Regions from separate parts of the Mus musculus genome. Here regions 1, 2, 3 and 5 are each linked to region 4. The links are chromatin contacts, called in public ChIA-PET and HiChIP or PLAC-seq maps. All regions are on one chromosome and are shown on one strand. The core of a region is the stretch at or near the end of the contact, and the rest is flanking DNA. Distances in the headings are between cores, read along the strand shown.

What was found. ChIA-PET counts read pairs in DNA pulled down with a chosen protein or histone mark. HiChIP or PLAC-seq counts read pairs in DNA pulled down with a chosen protein or histone mark.
Region 1: an H3K4me3 HiChIP or PLAC-seq map of bone marrow-derived macrophages shows a contact between it and region 4, with 9 times the contacts expected there. The contact joins the enhancer-like site here to the promoter of Dctn6 in region 4. A contact is called at or near these places in 5 of 39 promoter capture datasets (the C10 cell line, hippocampal neurons, liver and 1 more), 3 of 115 datasets of contacts at active chromatin or transcription factors (bone marrow-derived macrophages, large pre-B cells and memory CD8 T cells) and 2 of 9 other capture datasets (adipose tissue and liver).
Region 2: an H3K27ac HiChIP or PLAC-seq map of cardiomyocytes shows a contact between it and region 4, with 4 times the contacts expected there. The contact joins the promoter of Purg here to the promoter of Dctn6 in region 4. A contact is called at or near these places in 10 of 39 promoter capture datasets (3T3-L1-derived adipocytes, erythroid cells, fetal liver and 7 more), 4 of 484 Hi-C or Micro-C datasets (embryonic stem cells, natural killer cells, regulatory T cells and 1 more), 1 of 115 datasets of contacts at active chromatin or transcription factors (cardiomyocytes) and 2 of 9 other capture datasets (adipose tissue and liver).
Region 3: a contact with region 4 is called in an H3K4me3 HiChIP or PLAC-seq map of pro-B cells, with 3 times the contacts expected there. The contact joins the enhancer-like site here to the promoter of Dctn6 in region 4. A contact is called at or near these places in 4 of 39 promoter capture datasets (liver, neural stem cells and stem cell-derived epiblast-like cells) and 7 of 115 datasets of contacts at active chromatin or transcription factors (the NIH/3T3 cell line, bone marrow-derived macrophages, craniofacial prominence and 4 more).
Region 5: a contact with region 4 is called in an RNA polymerase II ChIA-PET map of memory CD8 T cells, with 16 read pairs. The contact joins the enhancer-like site here to the promoter of Dctn6 in region 4. A contact is called at or near these places in 1 of 39 promoter capture datasets (the 3T3-L1 cell line), 5 of 115 datasets of contacts at active chromatin or transcription factors (bone marrow-derived macrophages, embryonic stem cells, memory CD8 T cells and 2 more) and 3 of 9 other capture datasets (adipose tissue, embryonic stem cells and liver).

Annotation. Positions count from the first base shown.
Region 1 is chr8:34,942,196-34,946,759 of GRCm38.p6, forward strand. All of the region lies in intron 1 of Tnks (tankyrase, TRF1-interacting ankyrin-related ADP-ribose polymerase), which reads right to left. Among named protein-coding and RNA genes, the nearest start is that of Tnks, 21 kb to the right of the region's middle. Within about 2 kb of position 3,101, at least 55 of the 459 cell types and tissues checked have an H3K27ac peak or open chromatin away from gene starts, as enhancers often do. A contact at or near this core is called in bone marrow-derived macrophages and memory CD8 T cells, where this site is marked.
Region 2 is chr8:33,382,344-33,387,221 of GRCm38.p6, forward strand. It overlaps Purg (purine-rich element binding protein G), which reads left to right and starts at 3,499. Exons shown (of 2, transcript NM_001382855.1): 1 at 3,499-3,720; 2 at 3,987-4,878. The coding sequence starts at 3,993. It overlaps Wrn (Werner syndrome RecQ like helicase), which reads right to left and starts at 3,184. Exons shown (of 34, transcript NM_011721.4): 1 at 2,999-3,184.
Region 3 is chr8:34,780,710-34,784,929 of GRCm38.p6, forward strand. No RefSeq gene overlaps it. Among named protein-coding and RNA genes, the nearest start is that of Dusp4, 25 kb to the right of the region's middle. Within about 2 kb of position 1,407, at least 42 of the 459 cell types and tissues checked have an H3K27ac peak or open chromatin away from gene starts, as enhancers often do. A contact at or near this core is called in extraembryonic endoderm stem cells and pro-B cells, where this site is marked.
Region 4 is chr8:34,106,773-34,111,189 of GRCm38.p6, forward strand. It overlaps Dctn6 (dynactin 6), which reads right to left and starts at 1,940. Exons shown (of 7, transcript NM_011722.4): 1 at 1,647-1,940. The coding sequence starts at 1,669. It also overlaps a transcript of Mboat4 not described here and the pseudogene Gm10131.
Region 5 is chr8:34,730,422-34,735,306 of GRCm38.p6, forward strand. No RefSeq gene overlaps it. Among named protein-coding and RNA genes, the nearest start is that of Gm46069, 43 kb to the left of the region's middle. Within about 2 kb of position 1,435, at least 45 of the 459 cell types and tissues checked have an H3K27ac peak or open chromatin away from gene starts, as enhancers often do. A contact at or near this core is called in memory CD8 T cells and regulatory T cells, where this site is marked.

The sequences.
Region 1 (4,564 bases), core at 1,851-4,350, 840 kb after region 4:
CTGGCACAATAGTACTGAGCAGTAGTAGAGGTCCTACAGTCTCGGTTCTGTCCCTCCCTCCCTCGACCATCACAACCCAACCCTTCCCATTATGAGAAGCAAGGCTCCTGGGGAGTTTGAAGGCTTGTTGCTTTGTTCCTGTTGGGACAGAAAAGACAATGATGGATTAGGTGACATCAGTCAGGTCAGGCCACTGGCATTCTGCGAGCCCAGGTAAGGAGCTTGCATTTGAGGAAGGGTCTATCCTGTGGTCTCTCTATGCTAGCTGATGTCAACAGCAGGCATGCGAAGATGAGGCCCAGAGGACTAGTAAGGTCATTTTATTGGGAAGGAACACAGGCAGCTCTGAGTGAAACCCCTAAACCATTACAGAGTCACCTGGCTCATGCTCACTTAGCAATGGCGTCAGAAACCGCTGAAAGCCTGTCTGTCCACTTTAGCATTCTCTGCTTAATCTGTTTGTGCTTGTAAGAGTGCTACAACTCTAAGCTGGACACATGATTTTCAGACAAGAAAGAAAGGCTTGGACACAGAATATTTAGTAAATCAGAAAGGGTCTTCATTTAAGTATGCCTACCTATGCTTTCCTAGCCAAAAATGTGTCACCTGCCCACTTACAAAAACAGGCTGAAAAACAAGTCTTTTATAGCTGAGCACACATCTGTCTCAAGAAAATCAACTAATCTACTGGTAAGGAATTAGAAGATGAATTCAGGGAGAATAAATAACAGCATCTGCCATCACTTCTGTAAGTCATGGGTAGAAATTTGTTTCAAGGACCTGAGAAATGATTTGTAAGCAAAATCACTTAATGCTATTTGAGTCTTTAAAAAGTTTTCAGATAGCTGAATGAGATGTTCACTTTAAATCAACTCTGCACAAACTAGAGTCACCTGGGCCGGGAGCTGTACCGACCGAGTGAGTGCCTTAGCTGAGCTGGGAGCACCGTGTGAACAGTGCATTCCGGTAGCAACCCAGATTAAAGGGGCATGGAGAAGGAAGGCTGTCCCGCTAACTTGGCCTTCCCTCCTTTGCTGCTTCAGTTCCTCCTGACCGCTGCAGCTCATTCCTGCACTGATAGGAGACCAAAGTCTCCAGAACACACCAGGTTTGGGGCACCAGACTGGGATAGCTTAAGCACCCAGCCTCAAGGCTGAGCAACTACCAGTCCTAGATGTCTCAAGTGAAACAATTGTTCTATCTCACTGTTAGTGGATGCAATAATAACAATAATAAATTCTATCTGTTCTTCTCCTCCAGGAAACTCTAATACACTATGTAAAAATGAGCACATCAGAGCCAAATATGGCAGCACATGCCTCTAATCCCACAATGCTGGAGGGAGACTGAGCAATGTTTGTAGGCCAGCCTATGCTACATAAAGAGATCCTCTTTTAAAAACACTAAGGAGCTAGGAAAATGATCCGGTCTGTTCAAGTGCTCGGTATGCAGACATAAGGATCTCAATCTGAATCTCCCATACCCACGTTAGGAAAAAAGAAGAAAGCTGGGAACTTGGTGTGGGACAGAGGGATCCCTGGAGCTACAGGCTCAACAAAGAGACCCAGTCTCAAAAACTAAGATGGAAGGTGACTGCAGAACACCCAGCATGGACCTCTGCCCTCCGTATGAACACACAGACACACACAGACAGACTAACAGACAGACAGACAGACAGACACACACACACACACACACACACACAAATCACAATAAAAAGTAAAGAATCAAGAACAAAATCAGAGGCAACTAGTTAAGGACACTCCTGCTCTCCTGTCTAACAATAAAGATCTGGCACAGAGTTAGAAGGCAAGGACAGCTGGGTCCCAAATTCTGGGTGAGCACCTTGGTCTGTGAGGGTCCAAGTGGGAAAGACGTAAGCCAACAGCTAGACACTCATCCAACGACCTTACTAGTCCTCTGGGCCTCATCTTCGCATGCCTGCTGTTGACATCAGCTAGCATAGAGAGACCACAGGATAGACCCTTCCTCAAATGCAAGCTCCTTACCTGGGCTCGCAGAATGCCAGTGGCCTGACCTGACTGATGTCACCTAATCCATCATTGTCTTTTCTGTCCCAACAGGAACAAAGCAACAAGCCTTCAAACTCCCCAGGAGCCTTGCTTCTCATAATGGGAAGGGTTGGGTTGTGATGGTCGAGGGAGGGAGGGACAGAACCGAGACTGTAGGACCTCTACCACTGCTCAGTACTATTGTGCCAGAACAGCAGACTGGACACATGGCCAGCTCTCTCTGGTTTCACTATTCTGATATAAAATTGAGCTACCCCTGTCCAGGAGCAGTAGAATGTAAGTAGAGTGTAAGATGATTTGTAAATTTCAGCACATGTTTGCTGGTAAATAATGTCATTTCACATATTTAAAGAAAACAAAAAATGTACTTTAAGGAAAAACTAAATTCAAAGTACAAGGCCTAACTAAATACACTTAGCAACATTCTTAAAGAACTGATTTTAAAGTATTATAATTAAGGCCCTTTGAAGTGTTTCAGTACAAGATGTAGGGCCACGGGTATTTATTCCCCAGGTCTGAGCTAAAAAACCAGGAAAAGTCATTCCACTTAACATTTAACATTTTAAGCTTGCCTACAATTAAAATCTGCAAGAAACAACCTTAAACCTTAACGGTAACATGAACAATGTTATCAAAAAAGAAAACCCAAAGGCGTTTGGTGTAATATAAACTGAAATATTTTATAAACAGTAGCAAACAACAGACTAAGAAGGCATTTTCTTCCTAACCTGACTACCAACAAAGCAACGAGCACTGGATCACAATAGCAAAGTTCATATTACATGTCATTTTTTAATTTTTCTGTAAGTATTGTAAGATCCAAGAACACCCAAAAGACAAAGAGTAAAGTAAGCTTGAAATTGTCAAGAACACTGACATAAAAGATAAACGGGCTTTTAGTGACAGAGGATCCACGAGATACCTTAGAAGGGAAGGTATCAGTGATCTACTGTTTACGTAATTCCAGCCACAAGACTGGCCTCATTGGCTCTCTACTGCTGGGATCAAACACCACCAAAGGCAGCTTGGGGATCAAAGGGTTTGTGTGGCTTCCCACTTCACAGTCCAACATGAAGGGAAGTAGTCAGGAAACAGGAAGTGAAACCAAGACCCATGGAGAAGAAACCCTCCTTACTGGTGTCTGTCCCCTTTGCATGGCTTGCTCAGCCCCGTTTCTTTTTCTTTCTTTTTTTTTTAAAGATTTATTTATTTATTATATGTAAGTACACTGTAGCTGTCTTCAGACACTCCTGAAGAAGGAGTCAGCTCTCATTACGGATGGTTGTGAGCAACCATGTGGTTGCTGGGATTTGGACTCAGGACCTTGGGAAGTTGATGCTCTTAACCACTGAGCTATCTCACCAGCCCAACAGCCCTGTTTCTTATAAGAATTACCATCAACTACCCAGGAATGGCTCCACCCACAGTGGGCTGGGGTTCTCCCACATCCATCAGTAATCAAAAAATTGCCTCACAGACTTGCACACGAGCCAATCTGATGGAGAAAACTCCTAAACCTAGAGTCCCTCTCCTCCCAGATATGCCTGTGTCACGTTCACAAAAATTAGCAACACAGAAGCTTTTGAACAATAACTGTAGAGCTTTTAAACACTTTTCTCCCCAGGGTATTCAGTGGCTCCCTAACATCACTGCCTACTCCAGAGGGTCCAGACATGGAGGAACTTCTAACTCTAAGTTCATTCTGAATCATGTGCATCCTGGCTGATGTGTGGAAGGCAGCTGCTGTTTATCTCACGACAGCTCCACCACCATGCCTTCACTCTCATTCTGTCCACTTTCTTCTTCTGACATGTTTTTAGGTATTTGGGTTTACTGTATTTTACGGAAGAAATGTGTATGCTGTTGTGAACATCTGTACTGGGAACTGCGGAAAGAACCTCCACCTTACTTGTCTTCTATGTACCAACTGGTTTACCTCATCTAATACACAACAAAGCACAGACACCTAGTTAGAAGTTTCTGATTACTCTGTAATATACCATCCAATGACAAATATTTTATATTTAACGTTATTGCTTCCTCTTCTAGCTTTCATTGTAACTATATTAGCTTTTAATCCTTAGAAGATAAACTAGCTTCTGATTGGTTCATCAAAAGTCACAAAGGAGTATATTTCCCTGTTGATTTCTCATTTGTCAAAAGCAGACCCTAGCTGAAAATTATTCTATCTTATAGAACCTGGTTTGGGGAGGGAGAGGGGGAGAGAGAGGGAGAGAGGTAGAGAGAGGGAGAGAATGCTAAAGTACAGAGAACTAAAGGAGTGCTTTCTCCAAACCCAACAGAGAAACTACCAGAAACAAAAAAGGTAAGAAACAGGGAGTAAAAATAAACTGTCCCAAGAAAAAAAGATGGTTAAATTCCAACGCAAAAAGATTAGCTCAACAGCAGAAGGTAATTATCCTGCCTAGGCAGGCGATGGACCAGAGAAGGCCTACACTCAACACCAGCACTGTGTCTCCTTTGCTGCTGTGAATATGAAGACAGGATTTCCCACTGCAGCGCTAGCCAAA
Region 2 (4,878 bases), core at 2,249-4,748, 720 kb before region 4:
AGTAAGAAGACTGCCATGGTAGAAATACCCAGACTATAGCATATAGGCCAATCTAATGTGTCCTTGTTTAATATAGATTCATTCTATTGATTCTTTTCCTCAAACAGTGGTTCTCAACTCCCTTTGGGAGTTGAACGACCCTTTCACAGAGGTGGCCTAAGGCCATCTGCATACTCAGATATGCACTATGATTCATAGCAGTAGCTAAATTACAGTTATGAAGTAGCAACAAAAAATAACTTTATGATGGGAGAGTCACCATAATATGAGGGGCTATATTAAAGGATTTGTTTCAGATGAATCATCTGAAAAAAAGCAACGCCATTTACGACAGCAGTTAACAAAATATCTAAAAATAAATGTAACCAAAAAGGTTTAAATAAAAAAGACTTGCTTACTATAAGCTGCCTTCCTACATGGAAAAGAACGGAAGTTAGACCCTTAACTCAAACTGAATACAAAGATCAACTCAAATATAACAGCTAAACCTTTTCGGGGTTTTTCTAAAGGGGGGGTTAAAATGAAATTATCAGAGAATAGATGAAAAATGTGTGCCTTTGGAAATGGTAATAGATTTAATATATTAACATATACAGATAATAAGCTGAGCATCATCAAAATTTCGCACTGTGTGAAACATTATTGAAAAGTGAAAAAGTTCCAGCATCGTAGAGCATGCCCAGAGTCCCAGCACTTGGCGAGCAAAGGAAGGGGATCAAATTCAAGGAGAGTTTGTATCTCAGCATCCCCCAACAAAGAAAAAAAAAAAAAGCACAAAACATGATGGCTTGCAACATGTGTATATATATACACACACACATACATATATATATATATGATGACAGTTTCATATTCAAATGAAGAGCTCCTACAACTGAATAAATTAAAAACCCAAATTTGAAAACAGGCAAAGGACTATGTTACATTCTTTACCAGTGAAGTGTAGCCATTAAATACATGAAAAGCTGCTCAATGACATTAGTCATTAACCAAAGCCCAAATACCAAATACAAAGCAAAACAAACAAGATACTACCCCATGTCACCCACTAACAGAATTACAATAAGAAAGGATTTAAAAAAAAAAAAAGAGTAAGTTTTGACAAGGCTTTGGGGAAACTAAGACACTTGTGCATTACTCCTGTGTGAAAGTTCGGCAGTTACTCAAAAAGCTTATCACAGAAGCCAGAAAGTCCCATATAAAGAGATACATCAAAAAACTTTAAAGCAGGGACACAGATACACACAACATTCAGGGCAAAGGAGAAACCAACCTATCAGTAGTATAAAAGATAAGCAAACTATCGCACATATGCACAAGGAACCATTCATTCACTAATTCAGCCTTAAAACAGGAATTAAGCTCAGCTCTGAACAACAGCATAGATGGGCCTTGAAAAGGAAACCTTGCTGGATGGACGGAGCCACATCTGTCAGGTGCAAAAGAACAAATGGCTCTATTTACATGAAGTATCTGAAATGCATGGATTCATAAGAGAAGTGAAATATTACAAAAATTTCTGGGGCCTGGGAAGAGGAGGCCATAGAGTTATTGCTTTATGGCTGCAGAGTCTCTGCTTAGGATGAAGAGCAAGTTCTGGAAGTAGGGCTAGGGTGTGCGCAGTAAAAGAATAGGTATTTATAGCATGGGCAATGCCCAGCATCCAAAAACAGACAAACAAGAACCCAAATCAACAACAAAGAACGTGGTAGCAGTAGATAGCGGCGACATTTGCACATGCAGAGTGTAATTTATTATCACTGAACTGTACTTAAAATTATTAAACTGGCAAATTATAGTGTGTGTGTGTGTGTGTGTGTGTGTGTGTGTGTGTGTGTGTGTTTCCCTGAAAACTCGACCAGAGCTTCCCAACACTTCAGGATGACACACCAGATTCCTAACATAGTCATGAATCCTGCATAATCTCTCTGATCTCTAAGAGCAGGCCCCTTTTCTCTACCCTAAAGGCCTTTCTAGGTTACTCTTACTCCAAGCAGCCTCCTTCAGGCTTGCACTTTCTTTCCTGTCCCATAGACACTTCCTTCACAGTGAGGACCTATTGGGAATTGTACCTCCCAACACCCACTGGCCCTCACCCGTCTTTCTTTCATTTTCACTTTGTCAATACTGCACTTGGCATTTTGTGTATCTCTTTCCGCTAAATTGTGAGCTCAAAAATGGGTAAATTTTCTGTTTCATTCATTTTGTTATCTCAGCAGCGCTCAACAATTATATGCTGAATTAGCAGAGCTGGGATGCCATTCAATTGAAGAGCGCTGTATCAAGCAGGTGAGTGGTCCCAGTCTGGGGTTCCATCCTCAAAGCAAGAGGAGACACAGGGGACAACTAGTATACAACGACATCGAGTACCAAACTGCCCTATACGCCGCAGGCTTTGCATACAATCTCTAATAAAAGATCAAGAGGGCATGACAGGGTAGGCCGTACTCTCTTGAGTTCGAGGACAGCCTGGGCTAAAAGTGTGAGGGGCTACAGAAGAGAAGCCGGGTCTCAATAAAACCAAAGGGAAAAATAAGGCTGAAATTTGTTATTTGGGGACTCTGGATTAGCATCCTAAAGAGTTTTTTGCTCTCCAGGTTTTTACATATCAGGTCTATGGGAGAACGAGTCATATTCAACAAGACCAAATGCTCATTAGTACAATGACTTAACCTTAAGAGGTCCAAAACAATTTGCTCAGTAGTGGAAAGTCGGTTGCCTCCCCGGACTCAGTTACCTCTGCCTCCGAAGCGCTATAAACAGCAGCTGGGGCGGAAGAGGCGGGAAAGCCCACTGACGGGACCAGAGGAGGCCTGTGGCTCCGAGGCCCCTTTCCAGGGGATCTGAAGGAGAAAGGAGGCAAGGCTCCCTTTCCAAGAATCTCCCCAACACAACCCCAAGAGAAAGCCTCGTGGGAGAGAGAAACAAGCGTCCGAGATGCGTAGATATAGCCCAGGGTACGCAAAGGGGAGAGGCAAAAGCGGGGAAGGCACGTTACCCTGAGAAGAGCCAGATCTAAGGGTCTTCTCCTCCAGCAGGATGATTTATGGAGGACTGAGAACCAAAGCCCAGGACCCAGGCATCGAGAGAGGCCTCACATTTACTAACTTTATACCAACGGGCGCCTCGGTGCACTTCTGGTCTGGCGACTGCCCTTCCCTGCACTCCGCCCGCGGCCCCGCCCAACCTCTCCCAGCCGCGCCGCCCTCCCACCCACCGCAGCCACCCCGCGCAGCACGCATGCTCAGAGCTGACGGCCGCTGGGCACGCTGGGAAATGTAGTCTCAACGCAGGTGCGGGTGAGTCGCGGGAAATCACAACCCTCCCGCCACCTCTCCTGCCGGCTCTCTCGCACGCCGGGTCCCCGCGCGCTGTCTGCCGTCAGGGCGCGCCCGGAGGCAGAGCCCGAGTCCCCCGTCTTTCCGCTAGCGCGGCTGGGGAGGCGGGGTCCCAAGCCCGGCCCCTCAGGCAGCTCCCCGCCTCCCTCCCGCCCTCCCCGCGGCGTCGGGCCGGTGCCCGAATCCAGGCAGCGGCCGCAGGAGGCGCGGCGGCGGCGGTGGGCGCCGCAGGCGATGCCCCTGCCCCGCTGCTCCGGCGGGGGGCAGAGCGCGCGGCGGCGGCGGCGGCGGCGGGGAAGGAGGCGGGGGGCGGCGGCGGAGGGGCCGAGAGCTGGCGGCGGCGGCGGCGGTGGTCGTGAAGGGCATCGGTGACGGAGATGATGTGAGTGTCGGCTGGCTGGGACCCCCGGGGCTGCCGAGCCGGAGCTGGGCGGCTGGCAGCGTACGGGAATCGGAGCGGGAGGCCTGGGGCGGCAGAGGGGATGCTGTGTGCGCGGTGCGGAGCCGGCCGAGGCCGGAGCGCGAGAGCCGGGCCAGAGTAGGGGTTCCGGGCGGCGGCAGCGGGGGCAGTGCGGACCCAGGGGCGTCTGCGATTGTTCTCAACACCCCTCCCCCATCCCACCCCGTGTGTCTGTTTGTCACTTGCAGCTGAAGATGGAAAGAGCCAGGCGAAGGGGAGGCGGCGGCAGCGGCGGCGGCCGTGGCCGCGGAGGCAAGAATGTAGGGGGCCCTGGCCTAAGCAAGAGTAGACTCTATCCCCAGGCCCAGCATTCTCACTACCCCCACTACTCCGCGTCAGCCACCCCTAATCAGTCTGGGGGCACATCCGAAATCCAGGAGCTAGCCTCCAAACGTGTGGACATCCAGAAAAAGAGGTTTTACCTAGACGTGAAGCAGAGCTCCCGGGGCCGCTTCCTAAAGATAGCCGAAGTCTGGATAGGGAGAGGCCGGCAGGACAATATCAGAAAGAGTAAACTGACCCTCTCCCTGTCGGTAGCAGCAGAGCTGAAGGACTGTCTAGGCGACTTCATCGAGCACTATGCCCATCTGGGCCTGAAAGGCCACAGACAGGAGCATGGCCAGAGCAAAGAGCAAGTCTCCAGGAGGCGGCAGAAGCACTCTGCACCCTCCCCACCGGTGTCAGTGGGGTCAGAAGAGCATCCTCACAGTGTCCTCAAAACGGACTATATAGAGAGGGACAATAGGAAATACTACCTGGACCTAAAGGAAAACCAACGAGGTCGCTTCCTAAGGATTAGACAAACCATGATGCGGGGCACTGGCATGATCGGTTACTTTGGCCACAGTTTGGGCCAGGATCAGACTATTGTCCTCCCAGCACAAGGTATGATTGAATTTCGTGATGCCTTGGTTCAGCTGATTGAAGACTACGGCGAAGGAGACATAGAAGAACGAAGGTGTGGAGACGACGACCCACTTGAACTCCCAGAGGGGACCTCTTTCAGAGTGGACAATAAAAGGTTCTACTTTGATGTGGGCTCTAATAAATATGGAATTTTCCTGAAGGTAAGTGAGGTGA
Region 3 (4,220 bases), core at 157-2,656, 670 kb after region 4:
ACTTACTCATACACACACTCTCACCCACTCACAGTCACATACACTCACACACACACGCCCACTTTTAAAATGCTCTCCGTCTTTCCTTTTGTCAATTTTCCTTTTATTATTGTACTGCTAAATTCTGCAAGGGCCCCCCTCCCCCTTCTAGAAGGAGGCTGGGGTGTAACTCTACCTCCCTTTAGACTTCAGACTTCCTGGTTTCCAACAGTCTTTCATCCCATTGATCAGCTTTCCTTATCTCTGCCATTGTGTCTCCTTTGCACGCCCATCCTAAGAGAACAGTGCACAGGAACCAAGGTATAAAGGCTGTGCACCTTAAATAGTTCTGTTATATGTGTATGGGTGTGTGTGTGTGTGTGTGTGTGTGTGTGTGTGTGTGTGTGTATCCACATATTTTCTCCTTAAATCTTCACAACAGACCTTTATAGGGTAATATCACCATTTTACAGAAGAGAAATCAGAGCTGAAGCAATTTACCCTTGGCCACTGCTGCACAATTTTGGTAGTAATTTACTCTAACAATACTTCCTTAAAAGCAGCTTGGGACAACATCACTCTAATCTATCTGTTGGGGTTGGTTAGGAGAAGTTAATTAAGGGATGAGTCAGGAGCCACCCCCCTCTGGCAGCCAGGAGCACTTAGCATTTAGATGACAGCGTGCAAATCCACCCTGAAGAGTTTATTCATTAGCAGAGAGATGCTAGAAATATTTTTTTTTTGCTAGGGGAATGAATAGATGATTTATTTCCAAACTCGGTCATTGGTTAGAAATATGCAGACTCTAGTACCCGTCCACACATTAGATTTGTAAACTGTCCATGTCTAGTTGAACTGGTTCACTCCAACGACAGGCACCACAGGAGCCTCATGTCAGAGGCCATCACCATTGGTCAGTCCTCTGTCTTCCCATTTCCCAGTGGGCCTTACCAGAAGGAACATTCAAGGAAACGCTCTTTTCGAGGTCCCTATCATACAAAACAATCCGGCAAACATTGTACCGTGTGTGGCTGCTTTGTATACCTTGCAGGTAAGAAGGAACTATTGACAGAATCTAACAAGCCTTGGCTGTAGACTCACCAACCCTGGAAGTTGAGCTTTGGGGAAGGAACCTCAGCATACAGCTGTCAAGCGATCCCCCACCACGCCCCCCTTTCCCCCTGTGCCCCCCACCCCACACTGAGTGGAGAGACTAGATTAGGTGTATCAACAAAAGTCACACAGCTGCTGGATGTAAGGGCAGAATTTGGGGCCAGCTCTTCCCTACTCAGTCCACAGCCCAGCTGCCCCATGAGAGAAGAGATTAAGCAAAGAGAGGAAAAGACTCCAGGCCCCCTGTGGTGTCAGTCAACCACAAGAAACCTTAATCTTAACAGTCTTCCAGGAAGGGAGGCCTTAAGGAGCCTCCTCCTGCCTGAAGCTCTGTAAAGGTCAGGCTAAGTACATAACAGGAAAGAAACAGTGTCTGACTTGATGTGTGTACTTAGACATATGAAATTCGGCATAGGGCCATAAAATGAAGGGAGGGTAAACCACAAACTTAGCTTTCTCTGTGTGCGCTGCGGGAAAAGGCCAGCTGTCCTTCGTGTGGGTGTCCTCGGCCTGGGAACCCTTTCTTCCCTGTGCTGAGACTCTCAGTTGTACCTTTCTCAAGCCACCAGACAGCACCAACAAAGGCTCATGACCTGAGAGGACACAAATATCCCATCTCCACTATCCTCCTAGGGTCACAGGCCTTCCCCCCAGAGCATCATCAACAAGGACAAAATCCGTAAGATTCCAGGAGTTTTCCTTATCCATCGGACACGCTAACTACAAGAAGCATTTCTGAGTTGGACCCAAAAAAAGAAACAGAAAATGCCTCAATGGAGAAGAACTTTGAGTTGCAGTCTTTAAAAACATCTTTCTCCATGTTTGAGACACAGGAGCCTAGACCGAGGTCTACAGTGCTGAGAGCTGTGGTCTCCAGACAGCCATGCCTAGAACCAGCCAGCTTCAAAACAGTTAGTCACAGAGGCCATCGGGTCCAGCCTTCTCATTACAGAGATAGGGAAACAAGTTCCCTGAGGCCCAGTAAGCACCAGGCAAGTGGAGGGGTTTGGGATCTTAGTGTCCTTTTCCAGGCACCCACTTCTTACTGAAAATGGCACTGCCCAGGAGCTCCAGCCGAGCTGGGAAAACATATCTGGGTCCTAAGCTGGGCGACCTTTGGTCAGCAGCTCACTGAGGTTTGAATACCCGATAAGCTGCCCCATCTCTTACTTCTTAGAAGGACTTGGGTTTTTCAAACTTGACATTTAACAAAACATATTAGCTTTTACATCGAAACAAACATATTGAAACAAAGCCACGTCACGTTTCCTCCCTCCTCCCACCTCTCTGCCCTCCTTCCTTCCTTCCTTCCTTCCTTCCTTCCTTCCTTCCTTCCTTCCTTCCTTCCTTCCTTCCTTCCTTCCTCCTTCCTTCTGTTATTTCTCCCTCCCTCCCTTCCTTTCTTTCTTTCTCCTCCCCTTCCTTTCTTTCTTCCCTTCCTCCCTTCTTTTCTTCCTTCCTTCCTTCCTTCTTCCTTCCTCACTTCCTTCCTGCCCCCCACCCCATGCTGGAGACCAGCCCCCCAGCCTTGCATATGCTAAGTACTTCCTCAGCTTCTTGCAGAGTAAACTTCCTATCTGAAGCCCTGAGCAGCAGAATTACCGGAACACCCAGCTGGCATGACTGAAAATCGGTGCACCATCTGTCTTTGATTGATAAGCAAGCTTTCGAGGAGTTGGTCTGAAGCACACTGAAAGGCCACCAGTCTGAGGGGCTCTCCGGTGAATGTGCTGATTCTTACGGGAGGAGTGCTATGCCTCCTGGGTCAATCCGTTCAAAGGCCTACAAGAAAGAAGCCCTAGTCTATACGAGAGAGCAAGAGAGAACCTAGGTTATAGAGCAAGAGAGAACCTAGTTTATTCTTCACCTTAAACATTTAGCCTCTGCCTTGGTGTCTGAGACGCCTCTAGATCTGTCTTTCTAGGAACCAAGGCTGATGTAGATGCAAGAGTCTCCAAGGATTTCAGTTCTGGGCAGCTTGTTGCATCTTTTCATTCATTCATTCATTCATTCATTCACACACATTTTGATGCTTAACATGTTCAGGACCATTATTGATGGGCGTTATGAGCTGAATAAGTGTTTACATTCTCCCTACCCACAGCTTGCCTTGTTCTTAGCCATTGACTAGAGTAGATTCCTAGCTCCAGCCTTTAAACTAGGCTTGGGGAATGCAGGATCCTCTGCCTTCTGATCTTCATCCATTCAACAAACATGCTGATGACCTAGAAACATGGTGAAAGTATGCCTCAGACCCTTGGGGTCTAGTAGAGAATGTGTTCTATAGAGTACTATGCTGCCTAGTTTTGTTAACTTGACTCAGGGGAGAGTCGTCTGAAAGAAGGAGACCCCAATTGTCAAACTACCTCCCTAAGAGCCAGTTATGCGGTTGTAGGGAATTTTCTTGATTAGTGATTGATGAGGGAGGGCCCAGACATTGTGGGTGATGCCAATCATGGGTTAATGGTTGGTCCTGGGCTCTGTCAAAAAAAGCAGGCTGAGCAAGCCATGGGGAGCAAGCTAGTAAGCAGCACCCCTCCATGGGCTCTGCATCAGCTCCTGACTGGGACAACTACTTATCTGAGCTTGTCTGGGCTGGGAACTACCATGAAAAGAGCTCCAATAAGTATGGTACTTCTTGTGAACACATGATATCTTATATCTTGGTAAAGTATGTCAGCCAAAGGCCAGGTGCTGGGTGAATAGATAACTTGTGGTATGCTCACTTAATGGAATATGATTCAGAAGTAAAGAAGGATGAATTACCATGGTTAATAACAAAACGAGTCCATTCTACGTGGTTCTATTTATACACAGAACTCGAATAGGAAAAACTAAACTTTAGTGTCAGGAATTGGGACAATGGCTCACTCAGGCCACTCATGACTAGAAAAGATGCCCGGATCCAGCAGGGCGTGGTGGTGCACACCTTTAATCCCAGCACTCGGGAGGCAGAGGTAGGTGGATTTATGAGTTCGAGGCCAGCCTGGTCTACAAAGTGAGTTCTATACAAAGAAACCCTGTCTTGAAACCCCCCCCCAAAAAAAAAAAGATGCGCGGACCCAGTGTTTTGTCAGGGATGCTAATTGAACAGACACATACAGTTACCAAAGCTTACTACACTGTGT
Region 4 (4,417 bases), core at 690-3,189:
AATCAATCAATGTGAAGGGATTCCTTTTCTGTTGTGGAAATGAAACACCGTAACCAGAGCAATTTGTAGAAGGCAACAATTTATTGTGGCTTAAGATTCCAGAGGGATAAGAGTCCATCATTGTGAGGAGCCAGGCAGCAGGTGGCAGAAAACCAGGAAGCTGAGACACCACAGCTTGAAACACACATGCATGTGCAAGCAAGAACAAACATACACACACATACACATGCACTCACAAGTGCGAGTGTGCATGAGCATCTTTCTAAACAGCACCATCAACTGGGGTCTAAGTACTCAAACACATGAGCCTATAGGAGACTGTGTCATTCACACCACCAAAAAATAATATGAAAAAAAGTTTTTAATACAGCTATGCTGACTCTGTAGCTAAGAAAAAGGTTTTAAGAGATTCATGGAAAAATAGCAAGTCAGTGGTAAGAATGTTTAATGTATTATGAACTTCTTAAGTGGCACACAGCCTATTAGGCCAAAATCACATATACTTTTAAATGCTTAACAAAACAGCTTTGGATTTTATTTCTTAACAGTATTCTAACTGTTCTGTCTTGCTTTCTGTCGCTGTGATAAAGACCATGACCAAATGCAGCGTGGGGAGGAGACGGTTTATTCGCCTTACACTTCCTGCTCACCATGCCCAGGGAGCTCAGGGCAGGAACTATGACTGCTTACTGGCCCACTTGCTAAGTAGCTTTCTTAAATGGCCCAGGCCTACCCGACTGGAGATGGCTCTGCCCACAGTGGGATGGGCCTTCCCATCTCAATCACAGATCAAGACACTCACCCCGACATGGACGATCCTTCAATTGAGGTTCCCTCTTCCCAGATGACTCTAAGTTGTTTCAAGCTGACAGTTAGAACTCATCAGGACACTAACCCTAGAATTTCTACAGACCATCAAATGATAATGCATACCACAAAGTTCTTAGAGCAAAGTTTATTCCTGGGGCGTCACTGTTCTGACACCAGTATTCTCGATTCTGAGCCGAAAGTTGCCCAGAAACACCCTGTCTCTCTAGATCTTTGTCCTGTGATAACTGAATGCTTGCTTCCGGGGCGATCCACGCCCTCTTCTGGCTTGAGAGACAACATTCACACGCACACACCTTAACACCGATACATGCATATACATACAGCTGTATATGTATATGTATATCTCAAGACATTAATCCCAGGACAAAGGAGGCAACGGCAAATGAATCCCTATGCTTTTCTGTTATCCATGCGGTCTCTTTCCACCAACGGCTCTCACTGGTGAAGACTGTGACAGGAAAAGCCATAGTTGCCGGCCCTGGGCTCTCAGGCACTGACATAAGGATGACAGCATCAGTGTCTTCTTCCAGGCCTCCCTCTTCCTGATCAGAGGCAGGGCCGACGGTGCAGCCACCGCTGAGCAGCCTTCTCGCCCGCACAACCTCCCTCAGCCTCCCTGAGTCCCCCACGCAGCCCCAATGGAGTCTGCGCAGGCGTGCTGGGATGGGTGGGGGTCACGGAACAAACCCTCTCCGCCCCCACACCCCACGGACGCCAGGTATGGGATTATGGAGCCATCCACCTATACACCGTCTCAGTGCCCCCACGCCGCGACCAGAAACGGGTTCTGCCCCTGCGGAGGTGTTAACACGTACCTCTTTTGCGTCTTCTCCGCCATCGTCAAGCCCGGGTCTCAGGAAGAGCTGAGATCGATTTTTGCAGCCTGGCTAGAGCGATGATCTCTGCATGGGATTGCAGAGCCTGGCACGGCCTGGGAGAGGCGGGGCCTGAGAGACCCGCCTTCTGCTTTCCAGGTTCGCGCTTGCGTGCTGAGGATGGTTTGCTTTTCGGGGTTGGCTTGGCTTGCTTCGCTTCTGCCTCCTGGAAAGTCGTTTTTTCCACTTGACAGTGTTTACCAAGTCTATCCTAACCCCATCAGCCCTGATCCTTATCGTTAAGTTCACTCTACGTTTAACTTCCTCCCTAAGCCTGTCAAAATCTCTTTTGAACATCAAATCCAGTTTTTAAACGTCTCTTTACAAGCGCGCGCGTGCGCGCGTATGCGTGTGTATGTGTGTGTGCTTGGCTCTTCTGAGGCTTTGTCATCTCACGCTATTAAACTTTGAAGAAACCAAGCTGTCTTTCCATCTCCCAACTACTGCTACGTAGGACCCAGGTGGCATAATAAGGATTCATTCTGAGAAGCAAAACCAGCAGGAGATATGAATTACGAGGGTTTTGTTAGGAATTAGTTAGGGATCTGCTGTGCAAGTTCGAAACCCGTAGATCAAGCTGGGACTTTTTCATTTGGAAGGCCAAGCTGCTACCCACAGGTGGAATTTCTTCTTTTCAGGGGGGAAGTTTCAGTGTTGCTCTGAACCCTTTAAACTGATTGAATCTGGCCCACTCCTGGTTATCCGGGACAATCTGTTTCTTAATTAAGCAATTTCTAGTCACACCAAGAAATATCTTAAAGGGGGTGTGTTGGGGCTGTTGGCTCAGTTGGTACAGTGCTTGCTTAGCATGCATGAAGTCCAGAGTTCATTCCAGAGAGTCACACGAAACTGGCCATGGCAGAACCCACCCATAAACCCAGCCCAGGAAGGATCACAAATTCAAGGTCACCCTTGGTTACTCAGAGTTATGGCTCCTGCCATTTTCCTGGTTTTTATAGTGGTTGTTGTATTGTTTTAACAGTTTTTCTAGTGTGGTTTATTCTTTTTTATGATTTCTCAGAGGGACTTGTTTCTCTCTTCAATCTGAAAGATTCCTTCAGGTCTTCTGTAGACCTGGCTTAGTGGTAATGTGTTCTTTGAGTCTGGTTTTGTTTGTTTGTTTGTTTGTTTGTTTTTGGTTTTTGAGACAGGGTTTCTCTGTATAGCCCTGGCTATCCTGGAACTAACTCTGTAGACCAGGCTGGTCTCGAACTCAGAAATCTACCTGTCTCTGCCTCCGGAGTGCTGGGATCAAAGGCGTGCGCCACCACTGCCCAGCTTTGAGTCTGTTTTTGCAGTAGAAAGTGTTTATTTTTCCTTTAGCTAGAACACGTAGGTTTAGTGGGTGCAGTACCAGAGTACTTTCAGACTTTGAAATACATCATTGTGAGCTCTTGCAAGACGTTTAAAGTTTCAGCTGAACAGCCTACCTTCATTCAGAGGGACACACCTGTTCAGGTGATGTGGTGTGGTGATGCTCTCTTGCACTTTAAATACACTTTTTTTTTTCTTTTATGGTCCTCCATGTTAGTGTTTTAAATACAGTATGACAGGGGAGGTTCTTTTCTGGTCTTCCTGTCTAGTGCTTCCTGTATCTACTTCCTCAATCTCCCTAAACCTGTGGGGGCCTTTCCTGTCACAATTCTTTTGAAACTGTGTTCTAAGCCTTTAGGATAAGATTCTTCACTTCATATGTCTGTAGCCCACAGAGTTTGTCTTAGACTTTAGAGTAGATCTTGGAACTCCCATTTATACTTTTTTTTTTCTTTTCTTCTTATTTTTTAAAAGGTTTATTTATTTTATGTATGCGAGTATATTGTCACTCTCTTCAGACACACCAGAAGAGGGCATCAGATCTCATTACAGATGGTTGGGAGCCACTATGTGGTTGCTGGGAATTGAACTCATGACCTCTAGAAGAGCAGTCAGTGCCTGTCTTCACCTCTGAGCCATCTCTTCACCGTTGTCCTTGCTGAATTGCTCTAGTTCCTGCAGGTGTCTCTAAGATCAAACATTCTGTCCTCTCCTTGGTCTGTCCTGTCTCTGAGGTTTCCCACGGGGCTATTTGTGTTGGTGTTTTTGTTGTTTTGAGACAAGAGCCTCACTATGCATCCCTGGCTGGCCTGGAATTGGCAGTGTAGACCAGGCTGGCCTGGAACTCACAGAGACAGAACACACCTTTAGAAAGAAAAGGGTTATTTTGGCTTACGGATCCAGAAAAATAAGAGTATGTGACTGCAGAGGTGATGCAGGGCAGCAATTGGCGGACACACGGGCAGGAACAGGAAGTTAAGAGCTCACAACTGGAACCACAAGCACAGAACAGAAAAAGCAAGGAATGTGGCAAAGCCTACCTTCTGTGACACCTTCCACCATTAAGGCCACACCTTCCACCGTTAAGGCCACACCTCCTATTCCTCCTCTCACAACACCACCAAATTCTGATCAAGTGTTCAAATACCGGAGACTATAGAGGTGACTTTTCTTTTTTTTTTTTTTTTTTTTTTTTTTTGAAAATACAACTACAGAACATTTCTTTATTTTTCACTGAGACTTTCCCAGAGGCTATATGACTAACCTTGTCCCCACCCCACCCCCACAAAGGGTTAGTGCGCTCACTGCTTAAAAGCAGACTCGACAGTTTCAAGGACCGGAACCAACCTTAAATGGCAAAAATGTTTTCTATTTGTATTATCATAAAAATGTTTAAG
Region 5 (4,885 bases), core at 185-2,684, 620 kb after region 4:
GCCACATACAAAGAATGCCCCCCATCCTGCCCTTCTCCTTGAAACTTTTGTGAACAAACCCTTTGAGCTCATTCCATCTCTCCGTAATATTTTGTAATAGAATTAGACCAGAACCAAGGTGGTTTGTTTTGTTTTGGTTGTTGTTGTTGTAACCCAGGTTAGTGATTAACTCAAAGTCTCCTTGCCTCTTCCTTCTAGGTGCTGAGATTCCAAGCACATACGATCATGATAAATCAGTTGAGCCTCTTCCTCCTCCTCCTCCTCCTCCTCCTCTTCTTCCTCCTCCTCTTCTTCCTCTTCCTCCTCCTCCTCCTCCTTCTCCTTCTCCTCCTCCTTCATCTTCTCCTCTTTCTTCTTTATTTTTGGTTTTTCAAGACAGAATCTTTCTATGTAGCCCTAGCTGTCCTGGAACTTTGTGAACCAGGATAGCCTCGAACTCAGAGATCCTCTTGGCTCTCTCTGCCTTCCTCTGCTGGGATTAAAGGTGTGTGCTTCCACTGTCCGGCTTTTGTCTTCTTTTTTATAATTTCCATGCTTCACTAGGTCTCCATGCCCAGAAGAGCTAAGGATTGGTGCAGAGAAGTGTATTTGCACAGATCGAAACCATAAACCAGAAGAGACCAACTCCATTCTGCCTGGCTCCCATGAGACGTCTGCACAGGAGGATATTGATGAAGGAAGCCCATGTCATATTGTAAACTTACTTAAAACATTATGGGGCAGGGTGAGGGGGTTGGGTCTGACAAATTATTTTGGTTCTTCAGTGTGAATTTTGTAGATGAAATGTCAAAAGGTAAAGTGGGTGGGACATGTCTGAATCTTAACCCATAAGGAAAAAAAAAAAAAAGCAGTGTGGGTTCTTTACCAAGTCCCTTTTGTCCCCAAAGGCTCTCCATGATTCTGATGCATTTTGGTTTTGCTTTTGATGAGTAAAGAATGTTTGGCTGGTTGTTATTGCCAAGGGTGTTTATACCTTTAATCAGTGACTTTGTCAGAGTCCAAGCTGTCATGCAAAGTTGCTACTCAGAGAACAGTATAGAGCCGAATAAGAACACTGTGCTGATCTCAAATGCTACAAATTCATGACCCACTCTGTGTTTTCAAAAAATGTATTTTTTTTTCTTGAAGAGTTTTGGCACTCCAACTAAGCTTAGAAGGATTGCTACCGGGGTTCCAGATGAACTGACTTCCTCAAGCAAGTTTTAAACAGTGTCTGGGGGATTGAAGCAGAGGAAAGGGCTGATACAGGATCGGCATCCTGAAGAGCCGCATGTCTCTGAGCTACTCGAACGCCCCTCACTTTGTCTCAAGGGACTGTCCATCTGTTCACGCTGTCTGACACTCTCTGAAACCAAACCTGCTGTGACCAACTTGGCTCGGTGTGAGAAACTGTCAGCTTGCTCCAGAATGTAATAATGTACCGCCTCCAAGTACCTTAGCACCGTTAGCATTTCCTGGAGTCTCCGCCCAACAGTCACCGAACAATGGCCAGGTAGAGCCTCTTCCTCTCTTCCTCTTCCTCTCTTCCTCTCTCTCCCTCTCCCTCTCCCTCTCTCTCTCCTCTCACCTCTCTCTCTCCCTCCCTCCTTTCCCCTTTCCCCCTCCCCCTTTCCTCCCTCTCCCTGCAATCTCCATCTCTCTCTTTTCTCACGTGTCCTCGATCTTCCCCTCTTCCTCTCTCCTCTCTTTCTGTCCTTCTCTGTTCCCCTTCTCCAGGTCCCAAATAAACTCCCTTTTATATTCGGCCCTTCGCATGGTTTGGTTGTTCAGGGAACACCTTGGTCGGGCCTGCCAAGCATCCTCATGCAGCCGGTTTATAAAACACAACTACAGTCGCATCTGAAGATGCTAAGAACAGGCTCCTTGTACATCTTCTAAAGTGACCCTCTTGGGCATTAAATACTGAGACTAAGTTCGTTGAAGAAAGATGAAAGGGGGGTTATTGTTCCATTATTTTAATTAATTTCAAAGTTTTATTTTTACCCCCTGCCCCAAAATTCCTCTTTAGCTCTCTGTGTGTGTGTGTGTGGGGGGGGGGTAGATCATAAATTTAAATATAAGAGGAGAGGAAGTGGTTTTACAGCCCAATACACATTATCTGGGTAGCACAGACTTTATCTTCCTGTTTTGTGTTAGCCGGCATGGATCACCAGAGCTCAAACTTAGATTGGGTTCATTCAAATAAGAAGATCTGAGATGATGGCTCCAGCTATGAGCTCCTCCAGGGACCAATACAATTACCTAAGGGGTAACTAACTAAACATCTAACCTTCTAAGTGAGTTGAAAACAAGTAAACCAGCTAAGCCTTCCTGTCTCCTCTTTGTCTCAGCCTTGATAATCAAGACAGTTTTCCACAGCCTCAAAGAACAATTTTCCCTCTTTCTGAAAACCTTTCATAAGGACACACCCAGGGGAAACCATTTGCATTTTGATGACATCCTTTGTCCCGAGTCTTACTTCCAAAGCCTGTTATTGTGTTGCCTAACTAGATTGATAACTGCTTCATTTACAATCCAAAAGACTTCTTAAAAGTTATACAGGGAATTTAATAGGTAATCCCAATTGTGTTTCCCAAAGAGCCCAGAAACCAATTATGCTAACCCTGTTGTTTTAACTCCCTGGGGTCTACCACAGTGCCCTTTCCCCACCCCCACCCCTCAATCAGTAGGCAGAATTTTGTTGTGAAAATACCAAAGTGCCTTCCCCGCTTAGGGGAATCCCCAGGTATGGTTAGATTTTCAATCATGTCCAATGCTTAAGGAGGCTAGAGCCAGCACTACCCACACTGGAGAGCTAGGGCCAAGATCAACAAACCTGTTAAAAATGAAACCCACCTGATGCTCCCTGAACAAAGTATACCCCTGGTGTTGCTCTGCCCGGAGATTAAAGCTGTTAGAACCGGAGGCCGGATGAGATTCCAGGCAAGCTTCCTGTGGGCTCCAGAAGGGATAAGACTCTCCCGAGAATAGGGATTTCTACCACGCTGCTGCATATTGTCACAAAGGAAGCCAGAAAAAGAAATGAGACTCCTAGCATCTCCAGTTGTCTCCCAAGCTGGGCAGTGACACCTGGCTGGGTTGCTCCAGGCTCTCTGACTTTATGAAGCACATTCATCTTCAGTCTTTCCATCCATCCCTCGAGTCCACATGAAGTTAGCTCAAGTGACGAATGGACTTCTAGACAGTATGTTTGTTGAAGTATAGAAATACAGAGGAACGGCACAAATTACGAATACAAAACTTGATAAATTGCCACCGTGTAAGTGTGCTCACAAAACTACCCAGGCCAATGGAGAGAACCCCCAGCCTGTTCCTGATGTCTGAAAGGGTTGGTGAGGCTGAACACCCCTCGTGTATACGATCATGCTTGATATTTGGATACACTCTCTTGCTGCTGTCTTTTTGTCTCTTTTACTCCTCTGCATATTGATGTATCTGTCCTTCCTGGGTGGACAGTATTTTCCATATTCTGGTTGTCGATTGTCAGTTATACGTTTTGTGAATGGCTTCTGCCACAGTGTTAGTGGGCCTTCCACCCCACAAGATATTGGCAGTAGAGGCAATCCATAAGAAGTATTTGATTTATGTCCAGTGTAGTTGATCTTTGACTACTCCATTGTTAGAACACAGGCTTGCCCATTTAAGCGGTTGAAAAGCCAGACCCCACAGCCTTGAAGAGAGCAAGCAAGCTATGAATCTTCTCAGCCCTCTCTGAGACAGAGTTAAGCATCTGTGGCTGTAACTCTAACATGTCTTCATGTATGCTACCTGCATCTTCCCTATGCTCTGTCTCATACGCTACAGAGAACTAACCCGTAGGACGTGAAGCATCCTGCCAGCCCCCGAACTTAGAGGCTAATATTGCCTCTGTTCCTTTAGGGAATCTCTCTGAAGATGCTTCTCTGTTCCCGCACACTTGGCTTCTCATTCTGACTCTTTTCAAGTAATGTATTAGTTTTTCAATCTTATGTGCATTGATCTTTTGCCTTACTGTATATCTGTTACAGATGTTTTGAGCTGCCGTATGGGTGTTGGGAATTGAACCCAGGTCCTCTGGAAGAGCAGTCAGTGCTCTCACCATGATGAGCCATCTCTCCAGCTGCCTCTTTGTGACTCTGTTTTCAAATTCCTCTACAGGTTTTAAGGGGACGCTTCCCCTTTAAGACTCCATAAAACAATGTAAAATATATTACAGTATTTTCTCTCCTGTGATATCTCACCTCCAAGCTCCTTTTCTTAATAAATTACATTTATGAAGGGAATTAAGGGTCAGCTTCCTTTCAGGACCAACCACTGCTATACTTACTTTGTCTTATTTAACACCAGGCTCAGGAAGATATAACTTTTATAGAATATATTGAATTACCATCACATTTAAAGATAGCTTCAAATACATGGGTCAAATTTCAACTTTTGTGTATAGATATCCAATTGACCTAGCACCATTAAATAAAAAGACTCTTATTCTCTTATTGTTTCCTATTGATCAGAACTGTTCCTTTGTCAAAGATCTAATGTCACATACACGTTGCTTTTTTTTTTTTGGTCACTATCGGTTAGTGCCATTTGTCTGTTTCTGTCCCGGTTATGTGCTATGTTACTTTCTGAAGGCAAATAGAATCTTGATGTTAGTACTATAAGAGTCCCGGTTTCTTTGTTTTCCATATTGTCTGGCTTTTCTTGTCCGTTTGCATTTCCAGATAGCGTTTAGAATCAGTTCTCAGGGGTGGGGGATGGGGTTGGAGAGATGGTGCAGCGGTTAAGAGCACTGACTGCTCTTCTGAGTTCAAATCCCAGCAATCACATGTGGTGGCTAACCACATGGTGGCTTCCTGTAATGAGATCTGATGCCTTCTTTTGGTGTGTCTGAAGACAGCTACAGTGT